Regions from separate parts of the Mus musculus genome. Here regions 2 and 3 are each linked to region 1. The links are chromatin contacts, called in public HiChIP or PLAC-seq maps. All regions are on one chromosome and are shown on one strand. Each heading gives the region's core, a stretch centred on a gene start, on an enhancer-like site or on the middle of the called end of the contact. The rest is flanking DNA. Distances are from core to core; before and after follow the strand shown.

Region 1 (4,243 bases), core at 1,042-3,541:
GACACTGCCTGGCCCGGGCATGATAATGAGGTTCTGTAAGGTACTGAGAGTATAACCAATTAGATGTGAGACATGCAAATGAGGTATGATAATGAGGTTCTGTAAGGTACTGAGAGAGAGGAGCCAATCAGATGAGGAACATGCAAATGAGGCTTAGTGCATAACCAATCCGGGTGTGAGACACGCCTCTCCTAGGCCTATAAAAGCAGCACCAGTTCTGGGCTCGGGGTCTTTTCGCCTCTACAATCAATCTCTCCCAATAAACGTGTGCAGAAGGATCCTGTTGTAACATCATTCTTCCTGGCCAGTCGAGCACGCGCAAGAAAGACCCAGAAATGAACCCACACACCTATGGTCACTTGATCTTTGACAAAGGAGCTAAAACCATTCAGTGGGAAAAAGACAGCATTTTCAACAAATGCTGCTGGTTCAATTAGTGGTTGACATGTAGAAGAATGCAAATTGATCTATTCTTACCTCCCTGTACAAAGCTCAAGTCCAAGTGGATCAAGGACCTTCATATAAAACCAGATAAACTTAATCTAGTAGAAGAGAAAGTGGGAAAGAGCCTCGAACACATGGGCACAGGGGAAATTTTCCTGAACAGAACACCAATGACTCAAGCTCTAAGATCAACAATTAACAAAAGTGACCTCATAAAACCGAAAAGCTTCTGAAGGCAAAGGACACTGCCATCAGGACACAACGGCAACCTACATATCAGGAAAAGATCTTTATCAATCCTATATCTGATAGAAGGCTAATATCTAATATATACAAGGAACTCAAGAAGTTAGACTCCAGAGAACCAAATAACCCTATTAGAAATGGGGTACAGAGCTAAAGAAAGAATTCTCAATTGAGGAATCCTGAATGCCCAGGAAGCGCCTAAAGAAATGTTCAACATCCTTAGTCATAGGGAAATCAAATCAAAATGACCCTGAGATTCCACCTCACACCAGTCAGAATGGCTAAGATCAAAAACTCAGGTGACAGCAGATGTGGAGAAAGAGGAACACACATTTTCATTGTTTGTGAGACTGCAAGTTGGTACAACCACTCTGGAAATCAGTCTAGAGGTTTGTAAGAAAATTGGACATAGTACTATTTGAGGACCCAGTTATACTACTCCTGGGCATATACACAAAAGATGCTCCAACATATAACAAGGACACATGCTCCACTCTGTTCATTGCAGCCTTATTTATAATAGCCAGAAGCTGGAAAGAACTCAGATGTCCTTCAACAGAGAAACTGATACAGAAAATGAGGTACATTTACACAATGGGGTACTACTCAGCTATTAAAACAATGACTTCATGAAATTCTTAGGCAAGTGAATGAACTAGAAAATATCCTGAGTGAGATAAGTCAGTCACTAAGGTGGATGGCAAGAAGTGTGCAGACTGTAGCCTGATATAGCTGTTTCTAGAGAGGCGCTTCCAGAGCCTAACAAATACAGAGGCAGCTGCTAGCAGCCAACCATTGAACTGAGCACAAGATCCCTAACGGAGGAGTTAGAGAAAAAAAGACTGATGGAGCTGAAGGGGTTTGCAACGCACAGGAAGAACAATATCAACCAACCAGACCCTGCAGAGCTCCCAGGAACTAAACCATCAACCAAAGAGTACACATGAAGGGACTCATGGTTCCAGCCCCATATGTAGCAAAGGATGGCCTTGTTGAACATCAATGGGAGGTGAGGTCCTTGGCCCTGTGAAGGCTCGATGCCCCAGTGTAGGCGACTGCCAGGGCGGCGAGGTGGGAGTGGACGGGTGGGTGGGGAGCACCCTCAAAGAAGCAGGGGAAGGAAGGATGAAATAGAGGGATTCCGGAGGGGAAACCGGGAAAGGGGATAACATTTTAAATGTAAATAAAATATCCCCCTCAAAAAAAGGGAAAAAAATCTGAATACTCCTCTCTGCCCTCCCACCACCCTCCACCGCTGTCCACCAGAAACGTCAAAAGGAAGAGATGGCAGCATCACTTGAGACCCACGCCCAGATGTTAACGGGGGAGGGGTGGGGAGGATCCAGAAGGCGCTTGGCGCAGGCGCACTAGCCTTCCGCTGGGTCAGCCCACAATGGGGCCCAGCCGACCGGAGAAGTCTCGGAGCAGAAAGCACACACTCAGGCAACCCAGCCCCATTGGGCAGCTCGCCACCTCAGCTCCACGACCTTACGAAGCTCACCTTCCCTCTGCCGGTCTGTCAGCACCCAGAGACCCTCACGCAATCAGCGACGAAGCTTTCGGCTCTAGGCGGAAGTATCTGGAGACCGGAAGTCCCACCTCCGCAGAGGAAGTGATGAAAACCACTTTAGCCCTTCCAAACGCGAACCCTATTGTCGCGAAGTGCTGGTAAGGTAGACACCGGAACTGCAACCCCGAAGGACTGTGGGACCAGTCGATTTTGCGTACTGTAGTTGATTCAAGACGCGAACTAAAAGTTCATAGCTGGGCGTGATGGCTCATGGCAATTACAATCAGCACTGGGAAGGTCGAGGCAAGAGAGATGGGAGGAGCGGAGGGGGGTTCATATCTAAAAAACAAAAATGTTTCATGCTTATGGGCACTAAATCACCGTAGGGAGTTCATAGTTACATAGAAAGGTGTAGTGTTGATCCCTCCAGAACTGGAAAGAAAAAGTTAACCAGCTAAGGCATGAGGGAGAACAAGAGTAAACGCAATGTTTTAAGTAAGTCACCACTTTAAACAAGACGTTCCTATGAATCGAGTGTTTTGGTTTATTTTTAGATGTTAAAAAGCCAGTAACTATTTCATTGAAAACAAATTTAAGATGCTATGTATATAAGCATATCGCAATGTGACCCCTCATATTGCTATACCTGAAGCTGGCAAAAACTTACTTGGAAGAGCTCCGGCTTTGCTGGATCCAAGTCAGTTTGACCAGACAGCACCACGAAAACAGTAATAAAAGAGTGCTGTAATTCAATCCAAGAGGAATTGCACAACTCTGCTGGGAGACATAATTAATTATAAATCTGTTTTATTGCACAGCAGTGAACGAGAACCCTGTAGTGAATCTGTTGTCAGTGGTTAATGAAAGATGAAATAAGCTGCCAGAACCTTTCCTGTTTGAAACCGTCTCAGTAGTCATAGAACATGACTCACTCTTGCCTGGAGGGGCTAAGCTACTATTGTCATTTGGCAAGTCTCCAATAGAAACACAGACCTTCAGATGGGAGCGTTTTTCAAGGACAACATTTCATGAAGGTGCTGCTGCTGATTGTTTTGAGACAAAGTCTCACGTATCCTAGGCTGGCCTCAAAACTTGCCAAAGTCAAGCTGGGCGTGGTGACGCCCACCTTTAATCCCAGCACTCGGGAGGGAGAGGCAGGCGGATTTCTGTCACCTAACTACCAAAGTCAAGATTGGTCTTAATTCCTTAATATCCTGCCTCCATCTACCAAGTGCTAAAATCACAGGCTTGGCCCACCATGCCAATATCTCCACATTTATTGTAACTTCATGCTTTTCAAGGAAGTGTTGATACAAAACACATGCTAGAAAAGAGATAGGCTATTCTGAACCAAATTTAAGTGATCTTGGCCCAGAAACGTTTACTGAGTTTACCCTGAATGACTTACTGTAGAAGAGATCATTTGAATTTTTATACTTTTACACAAGAACACATTCCTCTATATCTCCCAAGTTCTCCCTACCTTCTACTTCCCGTGATTATTTTGTTCCCCCTTCTAAGTTGGACTGAAGCATCCTTACTTTGGCTGGCCTTCTTCTCGAGCTTCATATAGTCTGTGAGGAGGAATATTGCTAGCTTTGCATGTGTGAGTCTTTAGGTTTTATCCTTAGAACTGTCAAGAATGATGATGGTGGTGATGAAGAGGAGGAGGAAGAGGAAAGATACCTACTATTGACCCTTGGCATGACAGGCACATACATGCATACTCACATACAGAGGTACCCATACAAATAAGTACACAGAAGAACATTCTAGTAGCTTGAGGTATGGGCAGGTGCAAGGGGCTATTGCCAGAGCCAGAGCTGCTGGTTAAGCCTGATCAAGATGACAACCTCCCAAAAGCACCGAGACTTCGTGGCAGAGTCCATGGGGGAAAAGCCAGTGGGGAGCCTGGCTGGTATTGGTGAACTCCTGGGCAGGAAGCAGGAGGAAAGGGGCTTTAACAAGGCTTATAAAGAATGATGAAGACCTCTTTAGAGAATGGCTGAAAGACACACGTGGTGCCAGTGCCAAGCAGTCCTG
Region 2 (4,243 bases), core at 460-2,959, 98 kb after region 1:
TATAAGTAGGTGTCTTATCTCATGTGTATGTTTGGGTAAGCTTTTGGTTATTTTGTATTTTAGTGATTTTGGGGTGTGTGTGGCCTACTATATAGGTAATGAATCACCTAGACAGGCAGCCAGGGCTTTATTTTTCTTCCTCTCTCCAAATAATGGGCTCATTCATCTTTATTCTAATATCTTTGAAACTAGAGTTTTCTTTCAATAGGAAAGTTGTATTGTAGCCTTCCTTGGATGAAAAAAACTAACTTCAAAATATAAGCATATTACATTGGTTTGGTTTAAAATGAAGAAAGCACTTGCAAAGTAATAACTTGTTGGGTTTGTGTTCTCACCCACAGACACTAGACCAGCTCCCACTCACCAATCCTGAGCATTTTGGCACTCCAGTCATAGGAAAGAAAACAAATAGAGGAAGAAGATCTAACCATATGTAAGTCAATTTTCATAACTGTTAGTGAACCTGAAATCATTTCTCTTTCCAGTACTGTTTTAATAGATCCTTAAATTGTAAACTGAAAAGTGTTACTGAGGTCTCCTGCTGATGTCAGTTCTGATAGCGATGCAGACTCCTCAGCATGGGGCTGCGCTCCATGCCCGCCAGGCCCGCCTCACAGCTGTGGCTTCCTCCAGGGCTCCTTCATAGATCTTGATGCTGCTTTTGGAGCAGAACTAGTCAGTTACCCATCACTGTTCTGAGTCATGAGTTTGTTCATGGTGTTTTCTTTGTTCCTAGTTCCTTTCTCCTGCCATTATCTTGCTCACTCGTAGTTCTCACCTTTATGGGAACTATTTTGTTGTTCTCTGTTGTTTCCTTTGAAACCAGACTTTTTTTTTTTAATGAATCTCCTAAATTCTTTGCATTTATCAAATGTCATAGGTAAAATTTCATCTTTTACTCTTATTATAATGGTGGTTTTTTTCTTAGTACCTATGAGACAAATACCTGAAAGGGTTAAAAACAACTTTTTTGAAGCAATAAGAAGTTGGAGTGGATTAGACAACAGAGTATATTTTTAAATTTATTCTCTTAAGTGTTCTTTTAAAAATGATTTGAATTAAAAATTAATATATCAGAAATAAAAATATATAATCACTAAAGAAAATATTGTTAAACAGGTAAAAATAAATATTTAGTTGGATTAATTAAAAACTTGAAAAAAGTGAATGCTTTCAGTATAAACAGTCAGATATTAAATCTGATTTTTCTGAACCCTCAAAATGTGAGGTGGCTAAATCCACTTATACTATTTAATGGGCTCATTCATCTTTATTATGATTTTTTTATCTGAAATAATAATTTCCTTATTAAAATCAGGGTTCTAGAGAGATGGATTGGCAGTTAAGAATGGTTGCTTCCCTTTCAAAAGGACCAGAATTTAGTCCTAAGCACCCACATTGGGCGATTATTGTAACTCCAGCTCCAGCGGATCTGATGGCTTCTTTTGGCTTGCATGGGCATCGGCTATCACTCCTCTACACATGCAGATAGTTAGCACATACATACATACATACATACATACATACATACATACATACATACATACATAGGTGAGTAAGTAAATAAAATAAATTTTAAGATTAAGGAAATCATTCTGAGACCGGGAGGAGGAGGGTGTGCTTTCCACAGGCTTTTCCTGTTTAACTGGTTTGATTTTCCTTAGCTACAGTGCTTAAGTTACTTTCTAAATTAGTTTTAATGACAAACTTTCATTTGAGGAAGGAAATGAGAAGACTGATTACCTCACTGAAAAGATATTCATTGCTAGCCACTTTCCTATCTTACTGTAATTTGAGTTACGCATTTCTCACTGAATCTTCTAGAAACACGTTTTCTTTAGTTGCCAATTAATATCTCTGCCTTGTTATTTTGATGGTGACTTGATTATTTTAAGGATACTTGCATTGTAACTTTTAAAAAATTCTTCTATGTATAACATTTTAAAATTAAATGTATTTCAGCCACAGAAAAAAATAAACTGTAAATAAATGGTGGGCTCAATATGGTGGTACATGCCTTTAATGCTAGAGGCATGCAGATCTGTGAATTCTAGACCAGCCAGGGCTATATACTAAGGCTGTCTCAGAAAATGTATGGTGGTATTAATAAGAAAACCTTCATTGTAATATTAGGTGTAACTTTGATCTGATTATTTTAAGTTTTGACAGGTCTGTTATATTGCTACAAAGTATTCATTTAAGCAGATGAATTGTAGGATGTTTTGATAGCTTTGAAAATTAATGAGTTAATATTTTATCATTAGTTTTTCTATAGTTCTGAGAGTTTATTTAAGTTGTAATAACTCTAATTGGTGCTAACAGATCAGTGAGTATGAAATGTCAGGTAATCTCATTAGCAGTGATTCCAGTTATCTAGTGTAGTGTGAGCATGGAGCTTGATGGCCTGGTTTTCATCACTTTACCACTAGCTGTATGACTTTGGCAACCTACTCTTTTCATATTTATCTATAAAATTAAGATCATAATATAAACTCTCTTAGAGATTTGAAAACTGAATTTATTTGTATTATAAGTTATGCATATTTATATACACATATAATGCTTATATAGCAAATGCAGGCTAAGTTGTCTTCAAGTCCAAGAGCAGAGGTGTTGTGTATTTGGGTGTTCAGGCTTGATGGTATTTGTATAGATTTTGCTGGTGGAACATTCCTTCTGCAAAGTGTAGAATGCACATACTAAATAGAATCATGTATTACATGAAAACATTGGGATCAAATGTCAGCATACACAGAGATCTCTTGTGTTTTTACCTCTTCATTTAAACATCCAGCTTAAATACTCCCCAGCACAAGGACTGCACTTAGCTGCTTTGTTTACAATTACAATTTAAAAATCACATTCTTAGGGTTGCAGAGCAATGGTTGCTCTCCCAGAGGACGGAGGTTCAAGTCCTATCACTACATGGGAGCTCAGAATTGTCTGTAACTCCAGGATTGACACTTTGACATAGATATACACACAGGCAAAACACCAAAATAAATACATAAATAAATTCAAAATAAGTTTAATATTCTGAAGATTTGATCTATTAAAATGACTAAAAGTTATGATATATTAGAAAGTCTCTAATGTTAAAGAAAAATAGTTCTACATTGAACATGATAATGAAGTGTATGTGGGCACTGCTTCTTAATGATTTGCAATGCTCAATTTCTGTTAAGAATCTCAGCATGCCATGAGAAATGGGCTTTGGATTCCATTGAACATATATATTGTTTGGTGGCTGGAGAGCTAGTTTTGTAGAGGAAGCCTACTTTTGTTTGTTAGCTGGTTTTGCTCACCGCTCACTACAGTGATTGCTTGGTCTCGTTACTGAGGGTTCCGAAGTGTCCTTGCTTGGCATTTTGAGCTTTGAGAGCTCGAAATACCCATCTCGATACCTACATTTCTGAAGGGTTCACTATTCTATTCTTTACTTATTCTCTACAATAGAGTCTTGGGCCTAGACCTTGAGGGCATTCTGTGACCATCATTTTCTTTTGAAATTACCTATTGACAAAGTTTGGAGCTGTGACAAAAGGATGGACCATCTAGAGACTGCCATATCTAGGGATCCACCCCATAATCAGCTTCCAAACGCTGACACCATTGCACACACTAGCAAGATTTTGCTGAAAGGACCCAGATATAGCTGTCTCTTGTGAGACTAGGCTGGGGCCTAGCAAACAGAAGTTGATGGTCACAGTCAGCTATTGGATGGATCACAGGGCCCCCAATGGAGGAGCTAGAGAAAGTACCCAAGGAGCTAAAGGGATCTGCAAACCTATAGGTGGATCAACAATATGAACTAACCAGTACCCCGGAGCTCTTGACTCTAGCTGCATATGTATCAAAAGATGGCCTAGTCGGCCATCACTGCAAAGAGAGGCCCATTGGACACACAAACTTTATATGCCCCAGTACAGGGGAACGCCAGGGCCAAAAAGGGGGAGTGGGTGGGTAGGGGAGTGGGTGGGAGGGTATGGGGGACTTTTGGGATAGCATTGGAAATGTAATTGAGGAAAATACATAATAAAAAAAAAGTTCTCATTATGATTTTAACAATGGCTATTTTAAAAGTATTTTTAATCAGGCATGGTGGTGTGTGCCTGTAATCCTAGCTCTTGAGACGGTGAAGCAGGTAAATTACAAATTTCCAGCCAACCTAGGATGTAAAACAAGAACATGTCACAACCAAATGTTTTCCTAGGTTTCCCAGGACTTAATTGTACCAATACCT
Region 3 (4,243 bases), core at 620-3,119, 76 kb after region 1:
AAGGGATTCAGGCACTGTTAGTGAATTTTAAAATTGCTGTTGTTAATGTTCCCATGGAATTGAATAGATTTTGTGTGTGTGTGTGTGTGTGTGTGTGTGTGTGTGTGTGCGCGTGCACTAATGACTGTTAGGACATTTGGTAGATAGACTAGAAAAATAATTGTTTAAGTAACACAGAGTAACTGTGAATTAGCTGTTGCCTTAGCAACTAGAAAACTGTTGTGTTTGCTAAACAAAGGGATGGTGATTTGGTGGTTTAATTTCCTCCATGGTGTGGAGGTACTACTTCAAAACATCTTATTTTTAGCCTCTGAAATGGTCTATATTATTGACCAAAATCTGAGAAGCAGAACAAAAAGAGAAGGTAAAGAGGTTTTTATTTTCCTTCTTGATTATATAGATACACATATCTGCATAATTGTCACTCCTCCTAGTCAGAGGAGTCTTGGTTAACCTACTGACACAGTTCTTTGTGTGTGTCTGCTTTGAATCAGAGTACATTAGACTCAGAGTAGCTGTGCAGACTTGGTTGATTGCTGCACTAATGGATCACGGTACACTTCATTAGGCATCAGTATCATGGAATCCTAGCAACTCTTACTACTAGAAGGCAGCATGATTATGTCATGGTTGAGTTGAGCAAGGGAAATAATTTTAAAGGAGTTACTTCATACACAGAGCTGGGGACGGGGGAGAGAAAGCTAATCTATTCTTTACATAGGAATTGTTTTTTAATGGTCTAACTCCCCCTTTCAGGACGTAAATTGTTTAGTCTGTATTTTGCGCTGTACATGGGCATGTTCTAAATACTGCAGATATGGTATGTACTTTTCATCCCTGTGAGGTCATGACTATGTACTGAGCTGTAGAGTTTTCACCTAGCATCTTTTAACTCTTAAGTGGTAGATTTGAGCCTACATGTCTCATTCAGTAATCTTCCTTTTTGGGGTTGGAGGATGCTAGGGATATTAAGCACCTAGCACTGTTATCACTGTTGGTGATGTAGCACCTATCACTGAGTTACATCGCTGCAGAAGTTGGTGCTGTGTCTTAGAGTTTCATTTCTATTAAGAGACATCATGACCACAGCAACGCTTATAAAGGAAAACATTTAATTGAGGCTGGCTTACAGTTTGAGAGGTTTAATCCATTATCATCATGGAGGGAAGCATGGAAGTATACAGGCAGACTTAGTGCTGAAGGAGACCCTGAAGAGTTCTACGTATTTATCCAAAGACAGCAGTGACCAAGCCAGCTCAGTCAGTCAACAGGTTCTCCAGTGCAGGAGTGAGGATTAAAAAGAAAAAAAGACAGACAACATTGTAGCATGACCCCAGCCAGTTCTGAGGCTTATTTATTCTGAGGTGTTTCTTTTTTCTCGATCTGCTTTTATACCAATTTAATTGTATGCAAGTAATAAGGTCAGTTCTAGGTTGAGGAACAAGCAAGACAATACACAAATAGTCTAGGAATAAGCAAAGCAATAAACAAAGTCCTGGGGTCACTGTTTCTAAGGGCTTAGCATGATGACCAAGCTGTCTGAGCCTATTTCCCTGTTGTAACCCAAAGTCAGATTCTTGCCTGAAGCCTACGCCTTTGTTCCATTCTAAAATTAGATTCCTGCCTGAACTTACTTCCTTGTCATGGCCCAGTGTCAGATTTCTGACCGAAGCCCGTTTCCTTGTCTTTGGCCAATGTCAGATTCCTGCCAAGTGACCCCCAAAGCTCTCCACACAGCAGAAGGGAACTGTCTTCTGCAGAGCAGCCAGGCAGAGACTGGATTTTGGGTGGAGCTTGAGCATAGGAGACCTCAAAGCCCACCCTCACAGTGACACATTCTTACCAACAAGTCCATACCTACTCCAACATGATCACACCTAATAGATCACACCTGTGAGCCAAGCATTTAAACACATGAGTCATTTGGGGTGGGGGTAGGGCTGTGCCAAACCTATATTCTTAATATTTTATATTGTCTTTCATTGATATAAAAATGTGGGGGATATAGGTGTCTTGTGTATGTTTTTGTATACATTTACCCATGTGGCCATGTATAGAGGCCAGATTAGGTGTTGGGTGTATTCCCTTTATGGATTCCACCTTAATAAATATTTTTTAGTTAGAAAGTGACTTTGTAGGCCTGGTGGTGGCGGCACATGCCTTTAGTCCTAGCCCTTGAGAGACAGAGGCAGGCAGCTCTCTGAGTTCCAGGCCAGCCTGGTCTACAGAGGGGTTTCCAGGACAACCAAGGCTACACAGAACGAATAACAAATAAAACAAAACCCAAAATCTTTATGTGTATGTCTGATTCAGTGGGATGTGCATGTTACACCAAGTATGTGGAGTTCAGAGGACAAGTTCATGGAGTCAGTTCTCTCCTCCACCTTTATGTGACTGCTAAGAATTGAACCCAGGTGGTCAGGCTTGCCAGGGAAAGTGCTTTCACCCACTGAGCCATTTTTCCATCCCTTCCATCTCAATGTTTGAGAAATGGTTTTTCTTTGAACTGGGGTACTGGGCACTTTGACTATACTGGCTGAACAGTGAGCAACTGGGATCTGCCTGTCTCTGTATACTCTCCAATGTAGACCAGGCTAGCCTCGAACTCAAAGTGATCCCTTGCTTTTGCTTCCTGAGTGCTGGGATTAAAGTCATGGATAACACACCCTTTTTAAAGCTTTATTTTAAAAAATCACACCCCCCCACCTCTCTTTCTCTCTTTGTGTGTTCGTGTGTGTGTGTGTGTGTGTGTGTGTGTGTCTGTACTTGTACCTGTCTGTCTGTATGCCCACATACCACTGTGTCCCTGTGGGGGTCAGAGAACAGTTTGTGGGAGGTTTTTTGGTTTTTTCTTTTACACTATGTAGGATTGAATTTAGGTTGTGAGGCTTGGTGTAAGCATCTTTACCCACTGAGTCATCTTACCTGCCCCCAAAGGTTACTTCTTACATATTTATTTACTTCACTGTGTAGGGACAGATATAAAGCCCTGATGTGCATGTGTGTGGCAGGTGGGTTGGTTGGTTGACACCTGGTGTCTCTAATATTCTCTAAATTTTTAAGATTGTTTTTCCAGAAGAACATCCATTTTGGTAGGCTAGCTGGTCAATAACTTCAGGAGTATCTCTATCCTCTTCTTTAAGGTTTGGATTGCAGGTGCACACCTCCATGCCAGACTTTTCATGTGGGTTCTGGAGATCTGTGCTTATGTTAGTGCTTGTGTGGCAGTCACTTCACTGATTAAGTCATCTCCCCACTTCCAGTTGGGTAGCTTTTAATTGACTTATTCTATAGGAAGTTGGGCTTCTTCATTAGTTTTAATTTAGTTACATGTTATTTCTCTCCGACATGAAATGGTACTGGCTAGTAAGGTACAAAGGATGCATTGCTAATGGAAGTTGTAAGTTGTGGAAAGTAGACTGTCCCTTACTCTGTTTAACCATAAAATGAATTGAAATTTTCTTAAATTTTTTTCCCAATTTAAAAATAATTGATTAAGATTGTGTTTAAGATACATGATGATTTCCTTTGTGTGTTCTGTAATGATTATTACAAAGGATTGACATACATATGCTACCTCTTTCCTTATTCATGGTAACATAAAGCCACTAATTTCTTTCTTGTATGGAATTTAGCCAAGAAAAATGGTATCTTAAGAGTGCTAAGATGGGTGAGTTGAAGGTACACATTTGTGAACCTTAAAAGAGCAGCACAAAGGAGTTATAAAGAGATGGGTAAAAATAATGGCTGTTCTTCTAGAGGACCAGGGTTTGATTCCCAGCACCTACATGGTGGCTCACAACTGTCTGAAACTCCAGGCTCAGGATCTGATGTCTTCATTTGGTCTCCATGACCACTGAACGAATGTGTTGCAAAGATATACACAGAGTGAATACACTTAAATAATAAAAAATATGTAGAAAGCAGTATTACTAAGTTGTAGCTAATACTAAAACATTAATAACAGTGAAGAAGTGGTTTTTTCACTGTGGCTACATTCTTATTACAGCATAAATATACAGCTTGACTACTAGACACTTACATTGTTAAGGATACTTGCTGCTTAGCATCATGACCTGGGACCAATATGCTAGAAATGATCCTCCGGTCTTCACATGTTGTTATGCAAACTTAGCGTGCATATGCATGCTAAAGTTTGTGTTAATTTTTTTTTTAAATTAAAAGTATACACTTTATTTGTCATAAACATTTTTTTCCCACACTGGGCAAGGTGATGGCATAT

The links. HiChIP or PLAC-seq counts read pairs in DNA pulled down with a chosen protein or histone mark.
Region 2: an H3K4me3 HiChIP or PLAC-seq map of bone marrow-derived macrophages shows a contact between it and region 1, with 3 times the contacts expected there. The contact joins the enhancer-like site here to the promoter of Tbce in region 1. A contact is called at or near these places in 5 of 39 promoter capture datasets (the C10 cell line, the HPC-7 cell line, liver and 2 more), 1 of 15 datasets of contacts at CTCF or cohesin (large pre-B cells), 1 of 484 Hi-C or Micro-C datasets (CD8 T cells), 4 of 115 datasets of contacts at active chromatin or transcription factors (the SCID.adh cell line, bone marrow-derived macrophages, embryonic stem cells and 1 more) and 3 of 9 other capture datasets (adipose tissue, liver and pancreatic islet).
Region 3: an H3K27ac HiChIP or PLAC-seq map of trophoblast stem cells shows a contact between it and region 1, with 12 read pairs. The contact joins the enhancer-like site here to the promoter of Tbce in region 1. A contact is called at or near these places in 4 of 39 promoter capture datasets (the C10 cell line, the HPC-7 cell line, liver and 1 more), 3 of 484 Hi-C or Micro-C datasets (CD8 T cells, nephron progenitors and uterus), 4 of 115 datasets of contacts at active chromatin or transcription factors (the SCID.adh cell line, bone marrow-derived macrophages, embryonic stem cells and 1 more) and 3 of 9 other capture datasets (adipose tissue, liver and pancreatic islet).

The regions. Positions count from the first base shown.
Region 1 is chr13:14,037,347-14,041,589 of GRCm38.p6, forward strand. It overlaps Tbce (tubulin-specific chaperone E), which reads right to left and starts at 2,292. Exons shown (of 17, transcript NM_178337.3): 1 at 2,192-2,292.
Region 2 is chr13:14,135,827-14,140,069 of GRCm38.p6, forward strand. Arid4b (AT rich interactive domain 4B (RBP1-like)) reads left to right here. Exons shown (of 24, transcript NM_194262.2): 7 at 342-433. Among named protein-coding and RNA genes, the nearest start is that of Gm26129, 51 kb to the left of the region's middle. Within about 2 kb of position 1,710, at least 2 of the 459 cell types and tissues checked have an H3K27ac peak or open chromatin away from gene starts, as enhancers often do. A contact at or near this core is called in bone marrow-derived macrophages, where this site is marked.
Region 3 is chr13:14,113,777-14,118,019 of GRCm38.p6, forward strand. All of the region lies in intron 2 of Arid4b (AT rich interactive domain 4B (RBP1-like)), which reads left to right. Among named protein-coding and RNA genes, the nearest start is that of Gm26129, 28 kb to the left of the region's middle. Within about 2 kb of position 1,870, at least 30 of the 459 cell types and tissues checked have an H3K27ac peak or open chromatin away from gene starts, as enhancers often do. A contact at or near this core is called in trophoblast stem cells and uterus, where this site is marked.